Linked DNA regions of Anolis sagrei: region 1 is linked to region 2. Evidence: chromatin contacts called from public Hi-C data. All regions are on one chromosome and are shown on one strand. The core of a region is the stretch at or near the end of the contact, and the rest is flanking DNA. Distances in the headings are between cores, read along the strand shown. Region 1 holds the start of UBE2T (ubiquitin conjugating enzyme E2 T). Region 2 holds the start of LGR6 (leucine rich repeat containing G protein-coupled receptor 6).

Region 1 (5,428 bases), core at 465-2,964, 180 kb after region 2:
GGCCATACAGACTGGGGCTCACTGGAGTTGCAAAAGAGGGGTACCTTGCCTGAGTGAAACCCCACCCCAAAAAAGCCCCTGTACCTTTAATGGTTGTATAGAAAAGAAAACAGGAGGTGCTTCTTGTCACCCAACCAGGGAACAAGCAACATCTGCTGTAATTCTCTCTTCTTAGCAAATAGTAAAGTTTTTTTTTGTCACACAGAGTAAAGGCAATGTATTGTCGAAGTGATTCATGGCCAGAATCACTGAGTAGTTGTAGGGTTTTTTTTCGGGCTATATGGCCATGTTCCAGAGGCATTCTAGAACATGGCCATATAGCCTGAAAAAGCCTACAACATTCCAGAGTAAAGACACGCTGTTTATTTTGAACTGTTTTAGTCTATTGTAGTATTTTGTGCTGAGAATGCCTTAGACAGCGAGAAGATCCAACCAGTCCATACTTCAAGAAATAAAGCCTGACTGCTCATTGGAGGGAAGAATAGTAGAGGCCAAGATGAAGTATTTTGGCCACATCATGAGAAGAAAGGAAAGCTTGGAGAAGAGTATGATGCTGAGGAAAATGGAAGGAAAAAGGAAGAGGGGCCGACCAAGGGCAAGATAGATGGATGGTATCCTTGAAGTGACTGGATTGACCTTGAAGGAGCTGGGGGTGGTGACGGCCGACAGGGAGCTCTGGCATGGACTGGTCCATGAAGTCACGAAGAGTTGGAAACGACTGAACGAATGAACAACAACAACAATTGTGGTATTTTACCACATTGAATTTTTGCCTGTTATGTTGTGGGGAAATAAGGCGGGATAGAAATAAAGTTTTACTTATACCATTTCTCCACCACCTGAAACGCTGGGAAGAAGCGGAACATGGTGAAGTTACTTTGGGGATTTTGTTGCTGCTGCTGCGTGCCTTTCAAGTTGTTTCCAAGGTATGACAACCCTAAGGCAAACCTATGGCAGGGTTCTCCTAGCAAGATTTGTTCAGAAGAGCTTTGACATCACCTTCCTCTTGAGGCTGAGAGAGTGTGTCTCGCTCATTCCAAGTCTAGCCTTCAGAGTTCCTGGGGTGCATCTACGCTGCTGAGTTAGTGCAGTTTGATATCACACGAATCGCCATGGCTCAATGCTATGGGATCATGGGAGTTGTAGTTTTACAAGGCCTTTAGCCTTCTCTGCCTCACCAGACTACATCTCCCAGGATCCCACAGCGAAAGTGATGTCAAACTGTGTTAATTCTACACTCTAGATCAGGCATGGGCAAACTTGGGCCCTTCAGGTGTATTGGACTTCCAACTCCCACCATTCCTAACAGCCTCAGGCCCTTTCCTTTTCCCCCTCAGGCGCTTAAGCGCCTGAGGGGGAAAAGGAAAGGGCCTGAGGCTGTTAGGAATGGTGGGAGTTGAAGTCCAATACACCTGAAGGGCCCAAGTTTGCCCATGCCTACTGTAGATGCACCCCTCGCCCAATGCTCAGCCCACAAAATGTTCCAACCAGGCCTAACCAACTGAGCTGAGAAACACCATCGGAACCAGAACTCCCTTCACACACACCACAGGCCTGAGGGGAAAGGGCCTTCTCTTGCTGAATGCCTGAGAACCAACGAAGCAGCAGGAGCCACAGGCGCCGCAACGACTCACCGCGTTTCTCAGCCTCAGGAAGGCAACTCACCAAACAAGCCGAGAAGACAAAACGCGCGCCCTGTTTTGAACCGGAAAGACCCAGCGTCCCAAGCGCGTCGCAGCCTGAATGGACAGACCGAGTGTCCGTCAAAAGCAACTCAAAGCGGATTGGCCAATGGAAACAATAGCTCCACCTCCCAAGAAATCTAAACAGTTTCTAATGGGATACAGTCTCTAGCGTCGATCTTGATACTTCCGGAACTAATTTCGCTGTCACTCTGCATGGTGTTAACACAGGCCCCTTCCACACAGCTGAATAAAACCCCATTTTCTGCTTTGAACTGGAATATATGGCAGCGTGGACTCAGGGCCCTTCCACAAAGCCCTATATCCCAGAATATCAAGGCAGAAAATCCCACAATATCTGCTTTGAACTGAGTTGTCTGAGTCCACACTCAGATAATGTGGGATTTTCTGCCTTGATATTCTGGGATATAGGGCTGTGTGGAAGGGCCCTCGGATAACCCAGTTCAAAGCAGATATAGTGGGACTTTCTGCCTTGATATTCTGGGTTATATGGCTGCGTGGAAGGGCCCTCAATAATACCCAAACTCCAGTCTTCCAGGTGTTTATAATATATTGTCAAAGGCTTTCATGGCTGGATTCACTGGGTGGTTGTAGGTTTTTTCGGTCTATATGGCCATGTTCTAGAGGCATTTTCTCCTGACATTTCGCCTGCATCTATGGCAAGCATCCTCGGAGGTCCCAATAGACCTCAGAAGACCTCACAACCTGAGGATGCTTACCACAGATGCAGGCAAAATGTCAGGAGAGAATGCCTCCAGAACAGGGGTCCTCAAACTAAGGCCCAGGGGCCAGATGCGGCCCTCCAAGGCCATTTACCTGGCCCTCGCTCAGGGTCAACCTAAATCTGAAAGCACACAAAAACAACAGCAACAATCCTATCTCATCAGCCAAAAGTAGGCCCACACTTCTCATTTAAATACTAATAACTTTATATTTGTTAAAATTGTTCTTCAATTTAATAACTGTATTGTTTTAAGTGTTTTTTGCACTACAAATAAGACATGTGCAGTGCGCATAGGAATTCATGTGTTTTTCGAATTATAATCCGGCCCTCCAACAGTTTGAAGGACTGTGACCTGGCCCTCTGTTTAAAAAGTTTGTGGACCCCTGCTCTAGAACATGGCCATATAGCCCGAAAAAACCTACAACAACCCAGGTTTTAATATAGGCATTTTGTAGAAATACGTTTTCATATGTATATTTTATATAATGCCTACCATGGTTACATTTTTTTAGTTATGTTGTAACCTACCTCAAGCCACTATGAGAGGTAAGAAATAAAATAATAATAATTTTGGACTTCAATTCCCTGCATTTGACTGCAGCCCAGGCATACTAAAATATATATAGGCATTTGCTATTATCCACAGTTTCAGGAATCCATGCCGGAATCTTGGAACATATCCTTCATGGATAAAAGGGTCACATAATATTCTTTATTTATATGCAGTGACCACAACTGTACACAGTAGTCTGGATATAGGTACACTATAGGTTTGTATAAGGGCAGTTCCATTTTCAAGTTCCCTTTCTAATTGTGCCTAGCAAGGAATTTTACTGTTTAATTTTTTTAGCAACTGCAAACTTTCTCCTGTGTCAACACTTTCTTTTTACAATCCGCGTTCCCTTTCTTGCTAAATCACTGGCAACTCAGTCCCATTAAGGAAGCTAGATTTTTATTATACTTTATTTTTGCCCCAGTGCATATCACTTTGCATTTGCTTACATTACATTTATTTGCCGTAAGAGTCTTTGTTGTTGTAAGTTCTACAAGAGATTAAAATCAGTTAAGATGCTGATGTCAGGTAAAATGGGGCCCTTGAGTCAATTTCCTCCCTTGTTAATTTCCTTAGGAAGCTGACAGCTAAATTTGGTAAGCACTTCAAAGATGATCCATAAAGTGTTGAGTGACTGTTCAGTCAAAGAACTTCATTTCTATTTGACAAACTCTGTTCAAAGTCTCCTAACAAGTAATGACCCAGAAAAAGGAGGACTGATAATTAACCCGAATTCACATTTCCTGTCACTAATTAGATTAGAACAATTTAAAATGGTTGTGACATAGCTCTAAGTAAACATCATAAATTATATTTTTTACAATTGCAGCAATCAAATCTTCATTTACAGAAAAAAACTAGTCATTATGAGTGAATCATAGCAGAAGTGGCAAAACATCTGGTTTAGGATGCTATACAACCCCTGTATCTGCAAGGGATATGTTCCTGCAGACTGGAAACCATGAATAGCAATGTACAGAAGTGTTTATTATAATGTGTGTATAACTGTATTAATGTTTTACATTGGTTGCCTATGGCTGGAGCGGCCTAGCTGTGAGAGATATGTTGCCATAGAAACAAGGCAGAAGAGGAGGTGGGAGGAGCTTAGAGAGAAAAAGGTTTAGAAAGTGACAGTTAAGTTCAGTCAGGAGGAAGAGACCCTGAGAGAGTAGCAGAGTCAGATAGGGACTCTGAGAGAGTAGCAGAGTCAGGGAAGAGACTCTGAGGAGTGAAGAAGTGTAGAGTTAGTTTTTTAGTGTTCGTGAATATTTCTTCAGCTAGGGAGCTGAAGGGGAAAACCTCGTTAGATTACTTTAGTTAGAAAGAACTAACAGAGGCTTTTTAGGATCGCCAGTCGGTGGAAGACTGGAGATCAGTGATTTGATCCAGTATAGATCAAACAGTGAGAATATTCACAGCAGGGAACACTGAATAATAAAGCACTTCACTACAGCAAGAGTTTATAAGTTGTAACATCAAAAGTCTGAACTGTATCGCAACCAAGTCATATTGTAACCATCAAGTATATGCCAAGCCTAACATCTTCATATTGTAACTATCAAGTATATGCCAAGCTTAACAACTTCATTTTGCAACCATTCGCTTTGTTTAACAATAAACTTGTTCTCTTTGGTTTTTAAAACTGCCTCATCTCCATTAATTTATGTTCGGTGCACCCACTCTACCAAAATTACCTCACAACACAAACAGAGACTTTAATACCAGCGTCTCTTTACATTTTGGTGGCAGTTTCATTAGCATTGTCGGAGGTTCTTTACAAGCAAGACCTTTGGAAATGAATGATTTCCACCAAAAATTGCCATACAGTCACCCTGAAGGACCCAGAAAATTTCTAGAGATGACATATTTTGTCTGCAAACTGAAGAGCTCCTGTCCCAGGAAATGACTGTGCCTCAAAAGAAAGGAATGAACAACTGTCACTAGCAATAGGTCACCCAGAACTTCCTTCCAGATATTTTGGACTAAAACTCCCAGAAGCCCCAGTCATGACCAATAATCTGAGGTACTGGAAGCTACTATTCAAAGAAGCAGAGAGGAATAGTGAGAGAAATAAAACCTCACTTGCTTCCTCCACCTTGCCAGTAGGAGCATCCTGTGAGCAGATATGTCATTTCTGCCCAGAGAGCATTCTGCACTGTAGAATTAATGCAGTTTGACACCACTTTCACTGCCATGGCTCAATGTTACAGAATCCTGGGTGGTTTGTTTTGTGTGTGTGTGTGTGTGTGCGTATGAGAGAGAGAGAGAGAGTGAGAGAGAGAGAGTAGTCACTTCTGGTGTGAGAGAATTGGCCATCTGAAAGGACATTGACCAGGGAACGCCTGGATATTTTACCATCTTGTGGGAAGCTTCTCACACATCCCCACATGACAAGCTGTAACTGATAGCTCACCCTGCTCCTCGGATTAGAACCACCGACCTTTTGGT
Region 2 (4,829 bases), core at 647-3,146:
GAGATTTTGGTGGTTCAAAAAGCTATTTTTTTTACAAGTTTTTCTTATCCTCACATGGTAATTGCCTACATAGTGCTCCATCAAGAACAGGCAAACTACAGCCTTCCAGATGTTGGTGAACTGCAACTTCTAGCATTCTTCACTATTGGTTGTGCCAGTAAACAAATGGAATCACATTATTAGAGCTAGGAAAAATGACATTATTTGGACTACAAGACCCATAATTTGGATCTGGATTTAGATTACAAAAAGTGTAACTCTTCTGAGCTCTGCCCTAAGCAGAGTGACTAGATAGAAGACTTCCAAGCTCTAACAATACTGGATAGGATTAAGTCTGGGTATGCAAAACTTCAGGTGTCTGTGCAAATGCAGAAAGCATTTTTTGAGATGAAAAAAAGGCAGACAGGAAAAGCAAAAGTGCTGAAGAAGATTTTAAAACGAAACACAAAAATAAGTATTTTGGTCCTGTGTACAAGCAATTGGACTGCTATGGAATTTGCACCTTCATGTTAACTGTAAGAGAGAATCTGTTAGCTAATACTTTTTTCTGAATTTGAATCTCTTAGATTAGGTCAAAATCTAATGTTTAGATTAGTCAAAAGTAGCACTTTTTCTTTGAATTATACTACCACATTACTCAGGTGCAGCAGTTTTCAGACTGTCATTTACTTGGACTATGGATGGCATTATTCAGGTGAGATTTCCCCATCTCTTTGCATCCCGTCACACAGGTAATGATGTTATGCCTCTGAAGGGCCTGTTGAACAGTCTGCATTTATGTGGTGCCAAAATGATCAGGAGATTGTGAGAGTGCTCAAGAGATGGTGCATTCATGACAGCAGATGCTTTTGAGGACTAGAATTCATTGCATATAATAATAATATAATAACTTTATTTTTATACCCCTCTTCCATCTCTCCGAAGGGATTGGGGGTGGCTTACAAAGGGACAAGCCCAGAGAGCACAGAGTTAAAACGTAATGCAATAAAAGAAAAACAAAAACAAACTAAAAAGAAACATGTCACAATAAAACATAACATCATGAAAACAGTACCATGGGAACAATAAACTTGCTGAGTTCAGAGGGCTCTGAGTTTATTTTTATTATTATTATTTATTAGTTTGTGCAAAATTCCTAGATAGAGCTAAGGGAAAGTGCTAAATTCAGTGGATGGATGGGAGAGTAATGTCCTTGAGCTTTATAATGTCAGGATTGTAGTGCGGAGGGCCATGCCAAAGTGCTGAAATTTAGGTATTAAAGGGCCAATTCTTTGGAACTTTCTAATCAAAGGCACAATTAAACATCCATGTTTTTAGGTGCATAAAGCTTTATCTTCAGTTGATAGGTGAATTATGTGGATGGAGGGAAGGGGCAGCATTAACAGAAGACTGGATGTGCTGTTGACATGGTAGGAGGTCTATGATGTGCTTCTGTGTGTGTAAATGGTGGAGCCAAAATCATGTCAGAACCCCATGTCAGTGGGGTTCTGACATGGAAACGAAGAGACATGGATGTAAAAACTGAGGCAAAACAGCTAAGAAAAGTTTTTTTTCTCCTTGAACAATAACACCCAGAATTCCATTAAAAAAACCATAGTAGAGGTTATCATCCTCTCCCTCATAAGTTTTCCAAGCTCAAGGGCAAAATGCTGTGAAATGGAAGTGCTGAATGAGTGACATTTCTCTGCCTGCCTCCCAAAGATCCTTCATTTTACTCTGCCAATCTTTCCCCTCCCTGTTCAACCTCTTTTTAAAGCTGTTTCCAAACAAGTCCCAAAGCTACTAACAGGTCTCTCTCTCTCTCTCTCTCTCAAACACCACCAGCACCTTTTCTGGTTTTGAATGAAATTCCTGCCAGCTCTGAAGGAGGGAGAGGGAAGGAGAGGAGAAAGTTTCTCTAACTCCTCCCATGTGAGCCTCCCTAAACCTCTGCTCAGCCCAGCCCAGCCGGTGTGAAACCCAATAACTAGGATCACTCAACAATGCCTTCCCTTCACAGGCTGCACCTTGGCTGCACCAAGGAAGAGCACAGCAGAGTGAGAAAGTGCTGCTGTCGGCAAGAGCTCTAGAATCACTTGCCTCCACCACCCTGCAAAGATCAAACCAGAGGGTGAAAGAGAGAAGGAGCAAACTGGTGGAGGAGGAGAGAACCAGCCTGAAGCAACATGCTGGCTCCAGCTGGACTCCGAATGGACCAGCTGCTGATGCCCTGGTGGCTTTTCCTGTGTTTTTCAGGCATGCTCAAAATTGTGTCTTTGGAACAAGGTGCTGCACTCTCCTGTCCACCTCTGTGCCACTGTGAGGAAGATGGCATCATGCTCTCAGTGGACTGTTCAGAGCTTGGCCTCTCTTCTGTTCCTGATGGCCTGAGTCCCTTAACAGCTTACCTGTAAGTACAGCATTGTCATTCCTTCTTTGCTTTTCCAGGAACGTTATCACTTGCAGCATGCTTTATTAAAAGAAAGGTTTCCACCTGCCAATTAAAACCAACAATGAAGGAGGCAGCTCTTTTGACAAGGAAGTCACTGCCCACCTTCCCCCCTCCTCCCGGCTCCCTCCTCCCAGGGCTCCCCTTGTGGTCCTCTGGAAAGCGTGTTTATATTGTGATGTTCTGCATGCTTTACTTCTTGATTGCTATGGATCAGAGGAGACAGAGCTTGTTTGCTGGGCTGATTCTGATTGTTTGGGAACATAATGGAGTATTTAGATTGGGTAATTGCTGCAGACTGTTATAGGATCCCCATTTCAAACATTTCAAGAGGCAATATAACATGGGACTTTACAGGCGCAGAGAATGTCAGTGTCCAGATTTGTCATCAGTGAGTAAGAAATTAAAGTTAGACCATTTTTTGGAGGGATGAAGCTTTGCTGGATACGGTAAAACCTGGACCGTGTAGAGCAGAAAAGAAAAAGATGTCATGTTTGACTTGCCGACCTCACCCGGAGATCCCAGGTTGCTGGTCATTGTGACATTTTCTCATCAGTGAGTTGTTACATCATTTATCTGTAATTGGAAGATGGCTTAGAAAATTTGGGCAGTGTGGGGTTGGGTGGTTCTCCTGCATTCATAGAATCATAGAATCGTAGAGTTGGCAGGGACCTCATGAGCCATCCAGTCCAACCCCCTGCCAGGAAGCAGGAAATTCTTGTTCAAAGCACCCCCAACAGATGGACATCCAGCCTCTGTTTAAAAGCCTCCATAGAAGGAGCCTCCACCACACTTCAGGGTAGAGAGTTCCACTGGTGAACAGCTCTCACATTCAGAAAGTTCTTCCCACTGTTCAGGTGTAATCTCCTTTCCTGCAGTTTGAAGCCATTGCTCCGCGTCCTAGTCTCCAGGGCAGCAGAACACAAGTTTGCTCCCTCCCCCCTGTGACTTCCCCTCACATATTTATACATGGCTATCATGTCTCCTCTTCAGCAGGCTAAACATGCCCAGCTCTTTAAGCCACTCATCATAGGGCTTGTTCATTTTAGTTGCCCTCCTCTGGACACATTCCAGGTTGTCAATATCTCTCGTCTTCCTTGCATCTCCAGAGTGATGGTTTTGCTACTGAACAGAAAAATTAGTTCTACCTGTAACATTCACTCTGCAGCAAACTGAAAACTGTCAGAAATTGAAGCTGTGATGGAGGGGCTTAGCTATGATTTTTTAAAAAGTTGTTAATAATGGTGACAATGCTGAAAAGTTTGAAATGGTTGCCCAAAATGCTGCTAAAAAGATTTCAGCCTTGCGAAGAGCACTTTGCTCCTTTGTACTGAGCAGTATAGCAAGCAATGTTTCCTAGTAGTTAGAGCAGAGACATTCAGTATTCTTAGTGGTCACAGCAGTGATATCATTCACATGCCATGTATTTTTCTGCAGTGTATTGATATCTTCAAAGATAATATACTATACCCAGTCAAGACACTCTTTTCAAACTGACCCAAGAAGTTGTACCAATCTCTTTTCTTTGATCTCCCATGTTTTACCCTTTGTGGTTTTAACACTGTGTTGAGTCTCTTAAAACGAACCAATTGCAAAAGAAACATTTCAGAGGGATGTCTTTGAAGAAGTAGCTGTGATGAAAAGGAGAAAGGTGGGTGAAGGAAATAAGAAAGGTTAAGACTAATTGGATTTTATTTTGGTATGTAGATATAAACTACAGTACTAAATGCTTCCAAAAAATGAAAAACCCATTTGTCTTAAAGGTGATCTTTTTTTATTTCATCTCCTTTCCTCCTTTTTATTTCAAAAGGATGTTTTTCTTGCTATGGAACATGTATTTTTACTGGAGTCAGGGTGCACAGCCCTGAGGATATTGATATTCAAAGGCACTCTGCAAATGGGTTTCACTGAACCAGTAACTTGTGCTCAAGCACTACATTTGTCATAGGGTGGCTGCATGGAACAGTATATACAAACAAGGCTGGATTCATTTCTGAGTTTCCATCCAGTTTATATAAAACAAAGCATCTCAAATAAAAATCAGAGGTTTATATGCCTAGACACACACAAAAATTCAATAAAACATAAAAACTTGGGGCTATTTCATATCACAGGCTTTCATGCCTAGGAGACTGGCCATTGATGCATCAGTATTCTCCGTAATCCAAAGTGTTGTTTTGAGAAAATAAATTTCAAGACATGATGCCTACAGGATCAGAGCTTCAGGAACTTTCCATTGTAGTTTACTCCCAGAGCCTTCAAGACAGCGTGATCATAGTGTATTGTTGAAGGCTTTGTGGCCGGAATCATTGGGTTGTTGTAGGTTTTTTGGGCTGTATAGCCATAATTTAGAAGCATTCTCTCCTGACATTTCACCTTCATCTGTGGCAGGCATCCTCAC

The links. A called contact is a pair of places that touch in the nucleus more often than the background predicts.
Region 1: a contact with region 2 is called in a Hi-C map of mixed tissue, with 4 times the contacts expected there. The contact joins the promoter of UBE2T here to the promoter of LGR6 in region 2. A contact is called at or near these places in 2 of 2 Hi-C or Micro-C datasets (both in mixed tissue).

The regions. Positions count from the first base shown.
Region 1 is chr4:205,675,322-205,680,749 of rAnoSag1.mat, forward strand. UBE2T (ubiquitin conjugating enzyme E2 T) reads right to left here and starts at 1,715. Exons shown (of 8, transcript XM_067468124.1): 1 at 1,635-1,715.
Region 2 is chr4:205,497,877-205,502,705 of rAnoSag1.mat, forward strand. It overlaps LGR6 (leucine rich repeat containing G protein-coupled receptor 6), which reads left to right and starts at 1,897. Exons shown (of 16, transcript XM_060772489.2): 1 at 1,897-2,389. The coding sequence starts at 2,166.